2 separate regions of the Arachis hypogaea genome follow, and region 1 is linked to region 2. The links are chromatin contacts, called in public Hi-C maps. All regions are on one chromosome and are shown on one strand. The core of a region is the stretch at or near the end of the contact, and the rest is flanking DNA. Distances in the headings are between cores, read along the strand shown.

Region 1 (4,362 bases), core at 104-2,603, 180 kb after region 2:
AGTTGGTTGATTTTTTCCTTGGGTGTTCTCTACTGTATTAGGTTTGCTCAAACAGTTTTTGCTAAAGTATAGTACCATGTAGCATGTATAATAGATTTAGGCATTGCTTGGACAATTTTGCCTTTGTGGTTATATATAGAGGTTTTTAATGTTTGGCAAAATACTTAACATGACGTATAAAGTTGTCGAGTTACAATTAAGAAAAAAAAATTGATTAATATTATTGGTTCTGTTAATATTTTATATTGAACACCTCTCACTTATTAGTTAATTTTTTTAAAGCTGAAAAATATTTAGATGTTGGGTATAAATAAGTTTTCTGTATAATTGGCCAAAAGTCCTCTATATGAAGATATGTTAAATTGAAATTTTTTGGCTCCAAGAAAAATATGTTTTCACAATGCTTGACAAATTGGAAAAATAGAAAAGAGATGGAGGAAGAGAAAATTATTTGATAATGTTTTATGTTTCGTTTTGGCAAGGAACCAGGTTGGATAGCATCATTTTGAATAAATACTAAATAGTATACCAATGGGAGTTAGAACTGGTACATCAACTGCATGAGCGACTAAGGCCAGTGAGGATGTCACCTGAAAATGAGGATACTGTGATATGGAAATTTGATAACACAAGTGTCTTTTCCACGAAGTCCTTTTTGCAGGTAATCCAAACGTTGTCAGAGGAGATCACGAGCTATAGTTTCACCAGTGCACTATGGAAAGGCTTGGTACCCCCAAGAATTGAACTGTTTGAATGGTTTGTGCTAGTTGGTCGAATTAATACTAAGGAGCAATTGACTAGATTAGGAGTTCATATTCATAGTGATAATATTTGCTGTGCCACAAGGGGGTAGAAAATGTTGAGCATCTATTTCTTCGGTGTGAGGTAACATGGTAGGTGTGGTGCTACTGGTTGCGATCCTTTAGTAGTGTTTGGGTTATCCCTGAAACCATGAAAGATCTTTTTGGGAGTTGGATTGGCATGCACGGCAGAAGACAAGGACAGAAGCTGTGAATGGTGGCGTTCTTTGCAGTGATCTGGAACATCTGGTTGGAACGTAATGCCAAAATTTTCAAAAATGCACGGGCAAGTATTGACTCCATTCAAACAAAGACGGTGTTGAGTTACAAAGAGTGGTATGGCTGTGATGGCTTCGGGAGTTGTTAGCTGAGTCGAAGGTGTATAAGGAGATTGGTTGCTTTGTCTATAGCGTTTATGTTTTTATGTTTGTTTGTTTTACTCCACCTTAATGTATTGAGCTTTCTCTATTTCAAAAAAAAAAAAAAAAAAAGTATATCATAGGCTCTCCTCACGCTGTGCTGTGAGCCAGTGTATGATTTCACCAACGGGGACCAACCTAGCATATACTTCTAAATAAACATTTTACTGCAGGCCTGGCCTGCAACTTTTGGCACTAAAATAAAAGAAAATATTTATATGCAAGACAACATTAAGTGTCATGTAAGGGCAAATCTGAAACACTGAGCTAACAAACACAGAAGACAGAACTAGTTCCCTCAACAAATAACGGAGTGTACATTTGAAAATTTAAAGTTTTAAACTGTCAAATCTCTTTTCTTTTCTTTCAATTAACAAAAATTCAATTATTCAAGTAATTGTCTTTTGCTTTTCCGCAGTTCAATTTATCTTTTCCTACATTTATTTAATGATAAGTTTCCGTTCAACGGCTAGCAGAAATAGAGACATTTCACTTTATGAAACGACGTGGTCCCTCTGACCCTCTCTACGTTTCGTGAGACCAACAATTCCGTAGCCACTCCGTATGTGTCGCCGAAACTAAATAAATAAATAAATAATCAAAATTCGCATTCGCATCACCTAGAAAATATTTCAATCTCCCCATCTTTATTATTCTTCATTTTAATTAATTTTCTATATCTACTTTCGACCGTTACGACTTTCTTTAACTAGAATCCATCCAACGGTTCAGAATTCGTGAACATTCTGACCACACGTAGGGTCCAGATTCAAAGACAGCTGTACCAGCTTGCTCTCTCAGCTTTCACACTACTCCGCGTGTCGTGTGCTACGCTTCAAGCATCAAGCTAAGGCAACTCTACCGTTTGATTCACCCTTGATCATCAACCAAACGAATCAACGGCTCACAAATGATGATGCACCACGCACCGCGTCCCCACTACGCGGTTACACACTTAAGCTTCTATAAATAGCCCTCAAACCCTTTCTTGAACTTCACCACTATCACATTCCACTACTAAAACTCTCTATTCAATTGAAGTCTCTCTTTCTTACTCTAAAATCTGTTGCGCAATAGCTCTCTCTAGAATCTCTCATTCTACGATGGCAACCTCCATGGCTGCGTTAATGCTAGTAGCTGCATTGTTAGTTAGCTCCGTCGTGGCTCAATCTCCGGCATCTTCTCCCACTAAGACGCCTGTAGCACCTTCTCCGAGGAAGACTTTGCCGGTTCCATCAGTTTCTCCTTCTGCAAATTCTCCGCTGTCATCTCCTCCTTCTCCCATCGGAGGCGGCCCATCTCCTTCGCCCTCTGCCGGTATCAGCTCTCCTCCATCTCCTTCTCCGTCTCCCTCTGGCTCGCCGTCCAGCTCTCCTTCCGATATCACTCCCTCATCCATCTCCGATTCTCCATCTGAAGCTCCTAGTCCTTCTGGAAACCCTGGAAGTGGCGCCGCCGAATTGAACAGATTCACCGCCGCTGGATTTGCTGCAGCCATAGTTGTAGCTGGGGCGTTATTGATGTAGAGCGATTTGCACGGAGAGTTATATTTATTAATTTTCATATTATTCATTATTTAGTACCATGAAAATTTACCTGTATGGTGGACTCTTTGTACTTCATTTTTTTGGCTGCTCTTTTCGGCGGTGTGAGACTATTCATTAATTTGATTATTTTTGTGTATTCTACATTTCTACTTACTCTGATGAATGATACACTTTTATTATTGTTACCATTCCCATTGATTTCCTTTTGCAATTATTTGACTGTGCCATTGTGGCGAACCACATGCCAATGAACTTTATGCTATTCTTTTTTGTATTTGCTTTATCTTTTTTTATCACCGGAGTGAAAAATTGATAGACAACAAATCATAGGACAGCTTGTGTTTGTTCTCCTCCATCGCTTTTCCTTTCGGTCCCTCTCCAATTGTACGATAAAACAGATGCATTATTTTGATGTTAGGTTGCAATCCAAAACCCTACCTAAAGGCACACATCACATGTGAAAAACCCAACTGAAAATTGACGAGTGAGACGGGGCACAAACTTGAGTTAGTGACATTTTTTTTTCAGTCAAAAGAAGATTCCATTGCAACATAGGACTGTGTTGTTGTTCTAATTAAAAAAAAGGACCGTGTTGTTTAACATGTTTTGTGCCTTTAACATGGATAATGACCATTCTAACATTCATTTTGATTTGTATAGTGGTGGACGGTGGAGGCGCATCATCATATAAGCTTTTCTTTTCATAAATAAAGTTTGTTTAACCACGAAATAAAGCATGGTCTTAAAAGTGTGGGATCATCTGTGTTACAGTATTACTTTATAAAAGATATAGTATGTACCCTATTTTTCATCCCAATACCAAAATGAACTCAATAAATTCAACCGGATTCTTCATCGGGAGAGATCGTGAATTTCCAAAAATTGGATGGAAAACCCAATAACATAGTAATCAGAGCAGAAAATGTGAATGGGAAAAGTAGACAGGTGTTCGTTGAGGCTGGCTTTGATGACATTCCAGCTTCTTTAATTTAAGTTTCCAGGGTGTCAGACATAAGTCACGTAAGAAGATTCTTAAATTGAAAGACGCTAAATAACGATTAGAATTTATTATTTTTATTCATAGAATAAAAATAATAAATTGTAATATTTTTAATATTGTTTATTAAATAAATTTTAAATAACCATAAAAAAAGTTAGTATAAAATATGAAATATACTACATATAAAAATATTTTTATGAATTCAATTCAATCAAATTAAATAATAAAATTTAGATAAATAAAAATAATAAAAATAATTTTTTTTGTTGATATTAAATTTAATTAACAAAAAAATTTATATATATAATATTACTAATAAAATACTAAAATATAATATAAATTTTGCTATTTTTAACGTATAACAATTTACAATCTCACTTAAATAAAATTCTTTACTTACATTTTAAATTATAGTTCCTTCGTTTTAAAATGATTATTTAAACATAGGATTAACCCTTGCATGAGATGAATTTAACCTATTGATTTATTATTAAATTATGTGTGTTGTGAATCATGAATACCTAAATTTAGTTAACTTGATCATTAGTTAGAATCAAGTGTAAACGTAATCATCCATTATATAGTACTTATTTATA
Region 2 (4,444 bases), core at 1,943-4,442:
CAACAATAAATATAAGAGTCTAAGAGAGAGAGAGAAAACCATCGGTTGTCCACCATATCCATAAGGCTGTGGGGCATAAGCTTGTGTATCATAGGGAGCAAAGATGCTTCTATAGTAAGGATCTGGATATGGGTAACCAGGTGGTGCCTTCAGTTAAACCAGAAAGAGAAAAAAAAATCAGTAAAATGCGTCAAAGTTTTAAATGGGGAAAAATGTCCCCACACACACTTTTTTAGGTGGAAGGTTTTTTTGGGTGGGGTGGGGTGGGATTGGGTGGGGGAGGAGATGATAATTCAATTGCCTGAATAACCAAGGCATACTTGCTACTTCAAAAGTGCAAATTACGTGATTCTGAACGAGCTTCTTACTTCTTTCATTTCACACCTAAATAACTGATACAATTTCCTGTTTAGGATCATCAACTCCCAGAACCACACACCAAAAACGAAAACATCCTGGTTTCATAAATCAACTCAACTAACCAAACACAACTTCTTAATTACTCATCTACATAGATAAGCTTCAGATCACAATGAAAAGGCTTAAAGCCTTAAAGGGATATTAAGTACTGACAATAAAAACAGCTGCAAATTATTATAAGATTGCAATTTTCTGGCACCTAGAAATACTTTCATATTACAATCCTTTAAAGTTAGCTTGTTACAAGACATGCAGAATTTCCCACCTTCAGAAGAAAAAATGAGAGTGAAAAGAGCCAATTTATTTGTGGTTTAGAGGAAGAATAAACCTTGGAGAAAATGTCATCATGACTTGATAACATTCAGAGTCAATTTGCTTCAATGACAAAAAATTGCCATGTATGTCTATTTGTTATACCTACAAGAGAAGCAAGACTCATTGGATGGTGTCCAATGGCTATGGCCTATGGAAAACAAAATATTCTTTAGGATTTCTCAAATTAATTAAGTAATACGATGCCAAATCAATAAGGACCGAGATTGTCAAATCACTGAAGAAACATATTTTGTCTTTTAAGATATAATAAGAAAGCACATTGCAGACCAGAAAGAAACTTAAAGCTCATACCATAGCCAGAACATCTCCAAGCTGTGCAGGTTTTTCAAACTGAACATTCTGGGAACCCGTGTCTGGATCAGAAGTTCCATTTGCAGAGGAAGACTGCATCTCTGATTCAGACTGTTGCTTCCCATCAGCTTCATTATCTGGATAAACATTTCAATACGATGATAAGATACTTTTTGTCCTCAGGATACCAGTAAGAACAAGTAACAAATAACGCAAAATTTCGGATAGTATAGAAAAGGAGACTCAATTTAAAATTAACAGAATAACTTAACAATCAACCTAGAAAAAGTAGAAGAAGCTGAGAAACAGATAAGCTTTTCTGTGAAGCATAGTACCAATTAAATTATAGGGAAGTGGAATATGTGTCATTATATGTCCTCAAGCAATAGACAAAAAGAAATAATTTCATTTTTGCTAGAAAACCAAATTTTTTTCAGCCAACAATGAACCAACAAAATAATGAATAAGAAAAGATTAAAAGGAGGAAAAGGGAAATTTAAAAGAAAAGAGGAATGATGGCTAATTGTTGGCTGAAAAGAAAGTTGGTTCCTAATCTTTTACCAGTTACATTTTTATTAACACAAATGATTCTATTGGATGTCCACAAAGAGACAACCCCAAGTGCATACTGATATTTTCATCCCATACCATCTGAAAATATGTTATTACCAAACCACATCCTGTACCTTCGACCATTTCTTGGTATTAAGAAATATAATACTTTGATTATACAAAAAAACAACACTAAAGCAGTCTCTATAGCATTCACAACAGCAGTTATGCATCTTTCCGACCACCAAGTTTACCCATTTCTGTCGAACAGGAAAATTTTCCTCTATCAACTCCATTAGAGCAGACTCAAGAAATAGCAAGAAATTTTTTTTTTTCTTTTTTCATTTTTTGTTAACTAAAACTTGGGACAAGAATGCAATCTACTTATTATTATGAATGAAAAAGGAACAATAAAATAATAATATGAATCAAAGAATATACATATGTAATACCAGTGATGTCATTAGCAGAGGTCATGATTTCCTAATCACCCTCAAACGTGCCCAAATCTGGAAAAAAGAACAGTCATTGTTAACCAAATTCAGGCTTATTGCAGCTACATCCCATACAAACAAAAACCACAGGTGCTTGAAATAAAATCCTAAACCCTAAACATAAAAATTAAATAAAATCTAAATGAGACATTACAAGTTACCATATATCTTGAGAAATTTTTGAAAGGGAGTCAAAGATAGTAAAACATCCAATTTATTGTCATGGATCAATCAATCTCTTGACTCTTGATCAATTTCAAAATCAAGAGAGTCGAGAAAGCTGATTCCAACATGTTTAATACAAATCCATCCACATTTCGTAAACACAACAAGGAAGAGGAAAATGCTTCAATTCCAGAGTATTTTAGTGGCAGGTTCAGCTACATATTAACATCAAGTGGACATTCTTGCTAATGATAAGTTTGACCCTAATAATGATGAATCAGGACACAATTCTAAAACCCCAATTCAAAACAAGAAACAGAGAGAACAGGACAACTGGATACCCTAAGGTTCTGTACACAAGTTGAAACAAGAAGAGGTCAGGTCAAACAGAAATTTTAAATTTGCAGGTAAGAGTGTAAGACCGGTAACAAAAATCACAGCTGGTGTCTTACTCCATATCCAGAAGATCATTCATTCAACGATAGAAAGCAAGCAAGAAAGGATAACATAACCAACCAACCAACCAACCAATAATAATCCAATTAGTGCATGAATTTCCCTCTAGTCTACCCGTCCGATTAGCATGCACAAGAAAGTAAAAAAAAGAACGAACAGGTAAAGGAAATAACCAAAATTAAAAACATAATAATAAGAAGACAATAAGAGAAATGAGGAGGAACAAAACCTGGAGTGAAGGAGAGTGAATAATTGAAGTTGATTGAGAAAGAGAGAGAAAGGAGGAAGGAATGTAGTTTATGGTGTTGGTGTTGCGGTAGCAGCAGAGAGTATGTGTGCGCTTTCACACAAAAACATACGCACTGCACTTCGCTGCACTAACCTGGGGCCCCTACCTATCCACAACAACCACCAATTTCTTCTCTCCCCTTTCTCCTTTTCCTTCCTTTTTCTTTTCTTTCACAAAATGTGTGGTTGCCAAATGGTTTGCTGACGTGGCAAAACAGAGATGTCTCCACGTTTCTTCGCTAATGACTCTACCGAATCATTACTAATTGGAAAAGTATATGGAGACAAAATGTGACCAGCCAACAAGTAAAGAAAACCGTTTAATTAAAATCACTTTTTGAATAATATATTTAAAAATCGTTTCTGAGATCACGGAGCACAAACTAAAATCCAATTTTTCATAAAACCCAAACACATTTTGACTGATTTTTGGCTGATATTTTGATTCCCTAGTTGTTCTCTTACTAATTAGGTTATGATGATACTTTAATTAGGTACGCACAACATTTAATTTAATTATACACTTTAATTTTGATATAGGGACTGTCATTCAATTATATCTGTTCGTTTAGATAATTATTCACGCGTTAATTTTTAAAAATAGTTATTTTAGCTAACAGAATAATATATAATTATATGTACATATAAAATTCATTTATATTATTCATATATTAAAATTAATTTTAGAGTAAAATTTCACTTCGATCTCTAACAATTTTACAAATTTTTTTCGCCCCTTAAACGAAAGTATAATCCTATCGCGACTCCTATTCATTATTTTCATCAGACATTCTGCCTCTTCTGTCAAAGTTTCTATCAACAATAGTATAATGACAACCTGACCCCTAATCATCACTAACATCTACCACCATGCTCTGCACTCTTTTTTTTTTTCTCTCCACCATTTTTGGCTACCATCATCACCAACATCCACCACTATTCTCTATTTTCGCTACACCACTCCACTGCCATCATTCTTCTTCTTTTTGATCGAACCAAAATCACAAACCCATATCTCTCTCCCTACTTCTCTATTCACTATTGACAATCCCGTGCCGCCACGATTACCCTCTCTCCCTTTTTTCTTCTCCTTATTCTCACAATCCCTCTCTCATTAGATTGTCCCTGTCTTTATTTAGTTTCATACTAAATTCCAAGTCTGCATTCCAAACAGAGAACTTTGTCTCTATTTGGTTTCATACCGATGCACCCCATAATCACCAACTCACTCTTTCACATAAAAATCGACACTTTAAGTAAATATCTATACTCATTCATCAAAATCTAGAAAAGGACAACTCATAAGATCATATCCCAAACCAAATTCAAATATTTAAACAGATAAAATTACTCAATTGAAAGGAGGTGGCAATGGGTTAGTGCAGCGAAAAAGAAGAAGAAGGTGACAGTGAGTTGGTGCAACGAGAACAGAGAATGGTGGT

What was found. Hi-C and Micro-C count contacts between places; a contact is called where the count stands out from the background.
Region 1: a Hi-C map of leaf shows a contact between it and region 2, with 4 times the contacts expected there. The contact joins the promoter of LOC112733348 here to the promoter of LOC112733343 in region 2. A contact is called at or near these places in 2 of 8 Hi-C or Micro-C datasets (both in leaf).

Annotation. Positions count from the first base shown.
Region 1 is chr13:129,002,217-129,006,578 of arahy.Tifrunner.gnm2.J5K5, forward strand. LOC112733348 reads left to right here and starts at 1,354. Exons shown (of 1, transcript XM_025782276.3): 1 at 1,354-2,954. The coding sequence starts at 2,323. The coding sequence ends at 2,745. LOC112733347 (bifunctional riboflavin biosynthesis protein RIBA 1, chloroplastic) reads left to right here. Exons shown (of 7, transcript XM_025782274.3): 7 at 1-161.
Region 2 is chr13:128,816,673-128,821,116 of arahy.Tifrunner.gnm2.J5K5, forward strand. LOC112733343 (nuclear transcription factor Y subunit A-7) reads right to left here and starts at 3,193. Exons shown (of 6, transcript XM_025782269.2): 1 at 2,944-3,193; 2 at 2,052-2,108; 3 at 1,048-1,184; 4 at 40-147. The coding sequence starts at 2,076.